Regions from separate parts of the Zea mays genome. Here region 2 is linked to region 1. The links are chromatin contacts, called in public Hi-C maps. All regions are on one chromosome and are shown on one strand. Each heading gives the region's core, a stretch centred on a gene start, on an enhancer-like site or on the middle of the called end of the contact. The rest is flanking DNA. Distances are from core to core; before and after follow the strand shown.

Region 1 (4,793 bases), core at 1,569-4,068:
TGATCTGTCCGGACCCCACTCGGAAGGGTCTGGGATCTTTCTTGGAGGTCCGCCCGTCATGCACGGGATCCGGTGCTTCCCACGTAGCAGGTCTGGACCCATTGTGTGTATCCGGGGCACGTCCTTTCCCTTGGCCACGTGGCGACTCCAAGGCGGTTTATGTTGCGCGACGGTGAGCCGCTTACCGCGCAACTAGAGACTTTCCCGTCCGCACAGTGTCTTTACCTTGTAACAAGGGGTACCCCTGTTTCAAGGTACCGACAGGCCCCTAGATGAGTTTTAGTGAGTTAGGTCAAGACAATGAATATTATTTGGGATTATGTGCCCCTATTGATGGAATTCAATTACCATTTTTCAAAGGATGAGTGAGAAAGTTAAGCATCAACTAGTTTTAAGTGCAAAGAAGTTATTGGACACATACAATAGTGATAGAATCTTTTTGGAGGTACTATAAAAGGGGTATGACTATACATGACCAAACGGATGACCGACCCATCCATGCATGGGCCCGCTACGACAGCCCGTTTAGGTCTGTCTAGATAATCGGATCGTGTCGGGTTGGGCCACGTGTCGCGGTTGTAGTCCAGACACGGCACGCCGACCTGTTAAGTGTGCCGAAAATTAACTAATTTCCATGGACTACCTACTAACAAAACTAAAAAAAGTTGACCATATTTCCTTCGGCCGAGCAATTACAAACGTATATTAGTTAATTTCTGTCGACTACACTAAAAGTCAATAAAAATTAACTAGACTGACAGAAGTGTGTGTTTATAGTGGTACAAGCTATAATAAATTATGGCTTCCCCTTCCAACATATAACAACACACAAGCCAATATATTTAGGAGCGAGACATTTCTTCGTTGGTCTTTATAGATACTATCTTCATATAAAAGACATATTTGGTTCGCTGTCTAACTTATCATATTTTAGCGTAGTTAGTCGCAAACCAAATATATCTGAAGTTTTCATGACAAATTTTAAGGTGTTGTTTGGTTCACCGTTTTTTATGCCCGTAAACGTTTGCACCACTGTCTGCTCGTTATCTCTACCCAGAAGCGCTATCCAATCCTGCAGGCTACACGTTAATGAACCAAACAAATCCGTTTCTGTTACAATGCAACAGGAGCCGTAATCCCATCAATCCGTCGTCCTTTGTAGTTGAGGAATTCTTAACACAGATTTCCCGCGCGCGTACTTAGTTGCAGATTCCTCGCGCAACCATCTCAAAGCGGGGCATCTCAGGGTTCAACGCATCGCAGGAACCCTTCCAGGCTCTCCGCCGCCGACCCGCCAGGCGCTTCCCACGCGGCCTCCATGGTGCGTGCGATCGCCGCCACCACCCTCCTCATCTCATCACCCTTCGCCGTGTCCCCCATCACCGTCCGCTCGGCCTCGACCACCGCCCTGCTCTCCACCGCGGAGCTCTCCAGGTTCCCGCGCGCCAGCTCCACGCAGACGCCCCACTCGACCGCGAGATTTGCGTTGAAGAACTGCTCGGCGCCCAACGGCCACCCGATCAGCGGCACGCCGCGGGACAGGCTCTCGAGGACGGAGTTCCACCCGCAGTGGCTCAGGAACGCGCCGGTGGACGGGTGCGACAGGATCCGCATCTGCGGCGCCCACCCGCGCGCCAGCAGTCCCACATTCGCCCTCGCCGTTCGCTCCTCGAAGCCAGCCGGGAGCCACTCGGGCCTGAACACGTCCTTCGCGTCGAACCCCAGCGGCGGGCGGAGCGCCCAGAGGAAGGGGCGACCGCTCGCCTCCAGCCCCAGCGCGAGCTCCATCATCTGATCCGCGCTGATGCTGTTCTGCGATCCGAATGATATGTACAGCACCGAGCGCGGCGGGTGCGTGTCCAGCCACCGGATGATGCTGGCGTCGTCCCGCGAGTCTGACGACGGGGCCGTCGGCTCTGCGAGGACTGGCCCGATTGGCCATGGCTGGACGCCGAAGCTTCTCCGGAGCATGTCGAGGCCGGAGGGTTCCAGTTCCCGGACGGTGTTGACAAGGAGAGCGTCGGTCTTGCGGCAGGAGGCGATGACGCGCCGGAAGAAGGCCGTCCAGGGGTCCGCCCCCGTGGCAGAGAGGATGAACCTCGGGATCTGCGTGCGGTGGAGAACGACGTCTGGGAAATCCGGCAGCGGGAACTCGTCGGCGGCCGTAAGGGCGTGCGGGAGGTGCTCCCACACGGAGAAGAACACGGCGTTGCCGAACGCGCCGCCGGGAAGGAACACCGCGTGGGACGCGCCCCGCGCGCGCGCGACTTCGGCCGTCCACCCGAAGAAGGCATCGGCGACGATGCAGACTGGGGAACCGATGCCGGAGACGAACTTCTCGAACGCAGGGCGGAGCGACTCGGAGGCCGTGAAGAAGGTGATGAACTGGTGGATCTGGACATCGGCGAGGGAGTCAGCGCCTGGGGGCAGGCCGTGGTCGGCGGGGACGAACGGGAGCGCGTGGAGGCGCACGGGTGGGGAGGCAGGCGGGAGCGTGAGGGAGCCCAGGAGCCGCGGGGTGGAGACGAGCGTGACCTCGAGCCCTGGGCGGAGCGCGCGGAGGAGGCCAGCCAGGCGGAGGAAGACAGGGACGTGGCCGTGAGCCAGGAAGGGAAAGAGAACAAAGTGTGGGCTCCTCTTCGCTTCCACCGCCGCCATGGCAATTGATGCAGGCAAGAAGCTGCTGGCCAAGTGGATGGGTGGGTGGAGTTGGTTCTACTGCGGAAGTCGCCGGTCGCCGGCCGACGGCCCCCGGGGAGCGATGTCGCTTGTGCTCCGACGCTGCGACAACGCGCTGATCTGCTTTTTTAGAGGCAGCGTCCGTTGGTGGGCGCGACTTCGTGGTTTCATAACTTATTTTTTGGTACGGACATGCCAAGGGGAAGAGAAAGACGACTCAGCAACAACGATCAGAGGCTACAGGTTAACAGCTACAAAGAGCGATTGCATATGATCGATGATTACATATGATCTGCACTGCAGTTCATGTTGGAGAATATTACAGAATTGGCTACCTGACAGGTGTTCCTAGTGTACTTGTAACTCGAGTAAGAATGCACCGACGCATATAGAATTAACTGAACAATGAACATCTGCAGAGAAGAGGAAGCCTTTCTGAGAGACAACGGCATCAGTAAGACCGTCACGTGCCTCAAATGCTTCATGCTAGTCTGAAACCTTTCTGAGACAACGGCATACAATGACACTACGAAACTATGAACCACTATCATATTTCTCCCTACGAAATGCTGACACAAATAATGAATGCAGATTACAAGAACCCTACTAATTACTATCAATACTAGGAAAAGTCAGTAAAAAAATGTGTATTACCTTTGGCTAATCGAACATATTATAAATACATTATGAGTCATCCTTCTTTGAAGAATCATCAGAGGCAGGCGAGGATGCAGAGCTGACCCTCGTCCTATCTTTAGACTCGCTTAACATGACTACAACATGCCGCATTGGTGGTCTCTCGTACGGAGTCAAGCTAGTACATACCAAAGCAATTTTCATGACCTCGATCATATGATCGACAACACTTTGATCTTGTAAATCCATTTTTTTATCGAGGATCCCTGGACCCAAACAATTGTCCTTGATGTAGTTCTTTACCCATGTTACCAGATCGCCTCCTAGTTCCAAGGGTTGCACAGGGGCACGCCCAGTTAGCAGCTCCAGCAGCACGACGCCATAACTATATATATCACATTTCTCAGTAACCTTCATGGTATAAGCATATTCTGGTCAAAACAAGAGGACTAGGTTAGTACTTCACAGTAGGCATCAGCTTGTAGTTTACTAGCACAAAACCGAAAGGACTTAACCAGCAAATGGATGTCTGTGAGCTTCTGGCACAAGGGTGGGATATCAAGTAGATATATGAATAATATTCAGCTCACATTTCAAGATATCAAGTCTTTAAACATTGAAAATCACCAAGATATGGAAACCCCCACAGCAATATATCACCACAATGGTTCGAGGAAAAGTTGCCTAGTTGGTTTTATTAATATAAAATCCAGATGTCAGCATAAGCTTAAAGTTTCCTTGCTGCCATTTTTTGTGGGAAAACCAACATTATAATAATATTTATTGCAAAGTAACGCCCAATGAAGAATAACTCTACCAGCAAACAAAACACTACATAAATTTAGACATTGTCCTGTGTAAAATATATATGGCAACACCCACACCTAGTAGCACTAAGTTTGACCGATAGCTTCAAGTAAAGAGCACAATACACAGATCAGTAGTGAACATGCAACAGAAAGTTCAAAGAACCGGATGTCAAGTAAACTCAGACTCACCTGGTGCTATATAGCCGTATGAACCTGCAATTGCAGACATTGACTTCGAGTATGGCATGTCAATCACCTTTGCTAACCCAAAATCACCAACATGGGCTTCAAAGTTTTCATCAAGTAAAATGTTATTAGATTTGATATCACGGTGGATGATACGAGGCTTGCAGTCGTGATGTAGGTATGAAAGCCCTTCAGCCGCACCAAGTGCTATCAGGAAGCGTGTCTCCCAATCAAGTGAAGAGGATGATTGTCCATGAAGTAGCTCACCAAGACTACCTCTTGACATGTATTCGTAGAGTAGAAGGTTGGAACCCTGGTGGTATACAAAACCGTAAAGCTTCACAATATTACGATGTCTTATCTTTCCAAGAGTCATGATCTCTGCACGAAAGCTGTTGTCAGTGTTGCTCCCTTCCCTGTTAGAAGCAAGTTTCTTGACTGCAATTGTCTGTCCAGCCTTCAGGATGGCTCTGTACACCGTCC
Region 2 (4,805 bases), core at 2,001-4,500, 340 kb before region 1:
AAACTGTGCCTGGGTAATGTAGGATTTGTAAACGTCAGCAAAATGATATGATAGATAGTCCAAAAATGCAACATTTTTTGTAGAAATTTTAATATATTACAAAAGGGAAAGAACTTTCAATAGCAGGTCATTTATCAAGTTTAGTACAGAAGACACCATTATCACAACAATAGAAGGCCTGCCATGCACGCTAATACCTCCCTTGAGGCCAAACAAAATGTTTAGACTGAACTTAATTCAAAAAGTTCCAGAAGACATATTAAGGTGGAAAAGACCTTTTTCTGGAGATATTACATCTTGAAGTTAAAATAAGAAAAGAACACCTATCAAAATTGTTCAAGATGATAAACAGTCAAATCGCTTCATAGCTCTTTCAAGTGAAGCTGTAAATAATTGTGCTGCTATGTACCAAATCTATAGTAACCACTCTGCTATTTTTCACATTTGATATTAGCACAAGTGTAATAACATAAATTCAGCTGGTTTGAGGACACTTGCCTGCAACATCGCTTTTCTATCTTCTTTGCGCTGCGCAAATGCAACATACAATGGTTTTCCAGATATCATTTTGCCATTCATTTCAGTTAACTGTGAAGAAAAGAAAGAAAACATGTCAACCACATAAAACATAAAATAGATATTGCAAAATCCAGGAAGTGAACTTACAGCCTGAGATGCTTCCTCACGAGTTGAGAAAGCAACAAATCCAGAGCCTTTGCTAAGACCATTTTGATCACGCATCACCTGTTTCACATATATAGTTAGCCAGCACATACCATCAAAAGACAGGTGAGGGAAATAATGATGATTGCAAAGCGTAAAAGCTGATCAAATCACCTTGCATGAAGTAATTTTGCCAAAATTTGAGAACAATTCACGAAGTTGATCATCTCCAATGCTATCATCCAAGTTCTTGAGATATAAGTTCAGTCCTTGATATTTGTCAGCAGCATCTTTCAAGATCTGCTCAAATCTCCTTTTTAGTTCCATCTCTCTTTCTGACTTCTTCTGAGCTCTTCCAACATACCACTCTTTGTCATTTATCTTCTTACCATTAAGTTCCTGAACAGCACGGGAAGCTGCATCTGGATTCTCAAAATTGATGAAACCAAAGCACCTTGATTTACCATCCATGCCAATCATCACAACAGCACTTGTAATATTCCCATATTCACCAAAGATTTTGAGTAAATCTTCTTTTGTGGTAGACTCAGACAAGTTTTTCACGAAGACATTGTTAAATTTTGTCTTGTCAAAAGAGTGATCCCTTTCTTGCTTGCGAAGAAAAGGTCCAACAAAAACAGGTTTATCATTTATAAGCATTCCGTTAAGACTTTTTATAGCGTTCTGTGCTGCTTCTTCTTTTTCATACTGAACAAAACCAAAGCCTTTGGATTGGCCTCCTTCATCCATGGCTACCTTACATGAGAGAATGGTACCAAATGAAGAAAAGGTCTCATGAAGGGATTTATTGTCTATCATCTTGTCAAGATTCTGGAGAAAAAATAAAATAATAAGTCATAAACCAAGTTGATTATTCTTGGATGACAATGTAAACTATGGAACCTGCAAGATGATCAAGTACCTTTATGAAAATGTTAGCAGATCCACTCCTGCGGCTACTTGGATCACGGTTTGAATACATCACCCGGATAGGTTTGTTGTTAAGAGGAGCAAAGTTCAGCACTTCCAATGCCCTTGCAGCTGTAACATGGAATAGTGAATCAGCCCTCACAAGCCTTTTTGACAGTAAAATGTTAGGTACTATAAGCAAATTTCAAAAGTAGATAAGACACTGAAACTAAAAGTAACTCTGTAAACCATATACTAGCAAAGTTAACCCATCGTCTTCCCTTAGGCCCATTTTCCACTAAGCTGCACCTTACTAGCTAACCTTGCCTTGCCAACCCAGGCAAGCCAAAATCACAACCCCACGATGTCAAGAAAAAAGTTCCATCAGCACAGAACCTGAGGACAGCTTGCCTGGAACCAAATGTGTGCTTCTGCAGGATTCCTAGAAGGCGAAAGTGAGGCCAGAACTCAACCAATAACCAAACATGCCCCTAGGTGTTTGATTATGGCTGTTACATTACATTATTATTATGTCTATGTAATCTAACAATCAGTTAAGAAAATCCCTGAAGGCCAGCTGTATAGATCAATGAAGTCCATCAGATTAGAAAGGCATAATTTTTCCCAGCATACAACACACCCAGGTTCGTAATTACCTAAAATGCAGAAAACAAAACTGGAAGTGAACTTTAAGCAAGTCTGTCTTCAATCCCAGAGTCTAAATAGTATACCATCACAAGGCTCTAAAATATGTAAAAAACTATTTGCTAGCCATATCCCCACCTCCCCCCTTGTTATCTCAAAACAAATGAATCTAGGGAGAATCATCCTTGCCGATACCCAAAATTATAATAAATCCCAGGGACGTTGCACCAAGCAACACATCGACTTATGCTAGAATGAACCATTCAACAATCAACATTACCAAAGTACCAATTGAGGAAGCACTTTCAACATGCAGTTTACAAATGCCATTAGAATTATCGTATCATATGAAACCCAGGTCTAGTCCAATCTGATCAGACCCCCAGGCCCCAGTTCAACAATGCCCACACGCCGACGAATCCCCCACCCTTAATCAACAAGATAGAAAGGAAGCCCCACGAGGAGATCGCAACTATACCATCCAAGGGGTTGTTGAAGTTGACGTAGGCGTATCCGAGCGAGCGGCGCGAGGTGACGTCCCTGCAGACGCGCACCGACACCACCTGCCCCGCCTGGCTGAAGAGCTCGTACAGCTGCGAGTCCGAGACGGACCCCTCCAGGTCGCCGACGTAGAGCGACGTGGTCGGGAGCGGCTGCGCCACGCCGAGTCCGACGCCGACCGCTCCCGGCGACACCACCGCGGGGACAGCGCCCGGGCTCCCATTCGGCACCACCACCGCCGCCACTTGCGCTGCCATCGTCTCCTCCCCTCGACCAGAATTTTTTTTCAGAGTTTCTTTTTCGAAACTAAACCCTAGCAATCGGATCGGTAAATCGCTCGATACTGATAGATCTCGCGGATTTGGGGATTTCTAATTTTTTTGGTAGTTTTTCGTTGTGGGATACAGATGCCGCAGGCGGAGAGCACGCGGAGGGGACGACTCTCTCAACGAGAGGGCGAGGCGAGCGGGTGGAGAGTGGTTAATAGGAGGAGAGAGAGGAAACGGAGCGGCGCCCGCGCCCGCGCTCGCGCCTAGGGTTTTGCTCGCGCCACGGCGGCAGTCACAGTGGGCTGGGCGTTCGTGCGCCAGCTGGCGCCAGCACTGGCTCTGGTCTGGTTGGTCCGTTGGTGCCTTTGGTGGTGGTGGCATGGCATGTTGCCGTTCTCCAGGACCGGGGTCCGCCCGCTGCACCGGCTACGGCGCCACGGCGGACGTGTACATTTGGGCCGGATATGGTATGCTGGCCCCGATGACGGAAAAAAAGCACGATCGCTGGCCTGAAATAATGTATTGGATCGGGCTTGAGCTCGGGTTGCAGCTTACACGCACGAACCGTTTAGCGATGCACGAAATAGCCTATTTATAGACACGAAAATAATCATATTCATTTGGTCATCGGTTTCTAATCATAAAAATCATTAACTCTAATTTAGCTAGTCGCATATTTAATAATGGAGATGAGGTGTGAACCACCCATTGGTTTCATGTTCTTTATTTTTTATTATAAAGCTTGAAATGTTAATATCTAATAAATTATATGTGTTTTGAATTTCAGGCTTTGTTGTGAATTTTGACTCTATGCGAATTTCGGGTCAGAATTTAAATTTCGCTTTTCACAATTTCAGGTCGTCCGAAATAAGACCGGCACATTTAACCAGTAACGTGCTGGGCCACAAACCGAGGGCTAAGCCCATGGGTCAACCCGGCATGGCCCGTAATAACTGTGGGTCGGACCGGCCCAAAATTCAACCGTGTTGGGCTTTTTAGGTTTGGGTCGGATGAGTCAGATGTACACCTGTGTATGTCGTGCTGTGCTAGACTTTTTCGCGTTGGGGGGCCTCAAGACGGTTGGATTCGAGTTGGCACGATTTTGCTTGGGGAACAAGCCGAGCATATTGGACTCTACAGTGGTCTTGCATTATACATTTATACTGAATCTTGACAAATCTGATTTGGGTCGGGCTGACCGGACCGGACTGCACCCAACTCTGTGTTCCGTATGGTAAACTTTATGTATCACCTATGTCAGATATGATAATTAGGGGTACCCGGATTATACCCTTAAAGCATGCTTAGGAAGATTCTCTGTCCCACCATGTCCTCCGAAAGCAAGGAACCATGTCTCTGCCTCATCTGAGGTTCTCACGCCATAGGTCCTCTATCTCCGCCTCGCCCAAGGCTACCTCGTCCTATGACCGCCAAATCTGCCTCGCCTCGAGCCCTTCTCAGGCGACAAAGACAAAGCGTTTTCGAAAACAAATGAGGGACACCCACATTCAATGCGCATACCTACTCTACACAGTGCTACAGGTGTACAACGGTGACGAGACCACAGTCTTGTCCAAACCCAGCAGCATGATCACGCATGAGCCCATGGTGGCCGATGGGTGAAACAGCCCATGGTGGGCTGCTGCCTACTGGGCCATGAGCCCATGAGCCCATGAGTCGTGAATTTGGAATTTGGGCTGGGCTAGTTAATATTTTTGGTAAATTCCAAATTATGAATTTGGTAAATTCCGACCCAAAACAGTAATCAAAGTAGCGGTCGGTAAATGATTGTACAGATTCCGATCTAAAATTCCGATG

What was found. A called contact is a pair of places that touch in the nucleus more often than the background predicts.
Region 2: a Hi-C map of tassel shows a contact between it and region 1, with 4 times the contacts expected there. The contact joins the promoter of LOC100285420 here to the promoter of LOC100281173 in region 1. A contact is called at or near these places in 2 of 25 Hi-C or Micro-C datasets (ear and tassel) and 1 of 3 datasets of contacts at active chromatin or transcription factors (leaf).

What each region holds. Positions count from the first base shown.
Region 1 is chr2:32,156,555-32,161,347 of Zm-B73-REFERENCE-NAM-5.0, reverse strand. It overlaps LOC100281173 (cytokinin-O-glucosyltransferase 3), which reads right to left and starts at 2,818. Exons shown (of 1, transcript NM_001154092.2): 1 at 990-2,818. The coding sequence starts at 2,658. The coding sequence ends at 1,243. LOC112136070 reads right to left here. Exons shown (of 2, transcript NM_001361083.1): 1 at 4,314-4,793; 2 at 2,916-3,746. The coding sequence ends at 3,364.
Region 2 is chr2:32,495,199-32,500,003 of Zm-B73-REFERENCE-NAM-5.0, reverse strand. It overlaps LOC100285420, which reads right to left and starts at 3,250. Exons shown (of 9, transcript NM_001158313.3): 1 at 2,696-3,250; 2 at 1,586-1,704; 3 at 838-1,494; 4 at 667-744; 5 at 499-588; 6 at 1-9. The coding sequence starts at 2,975.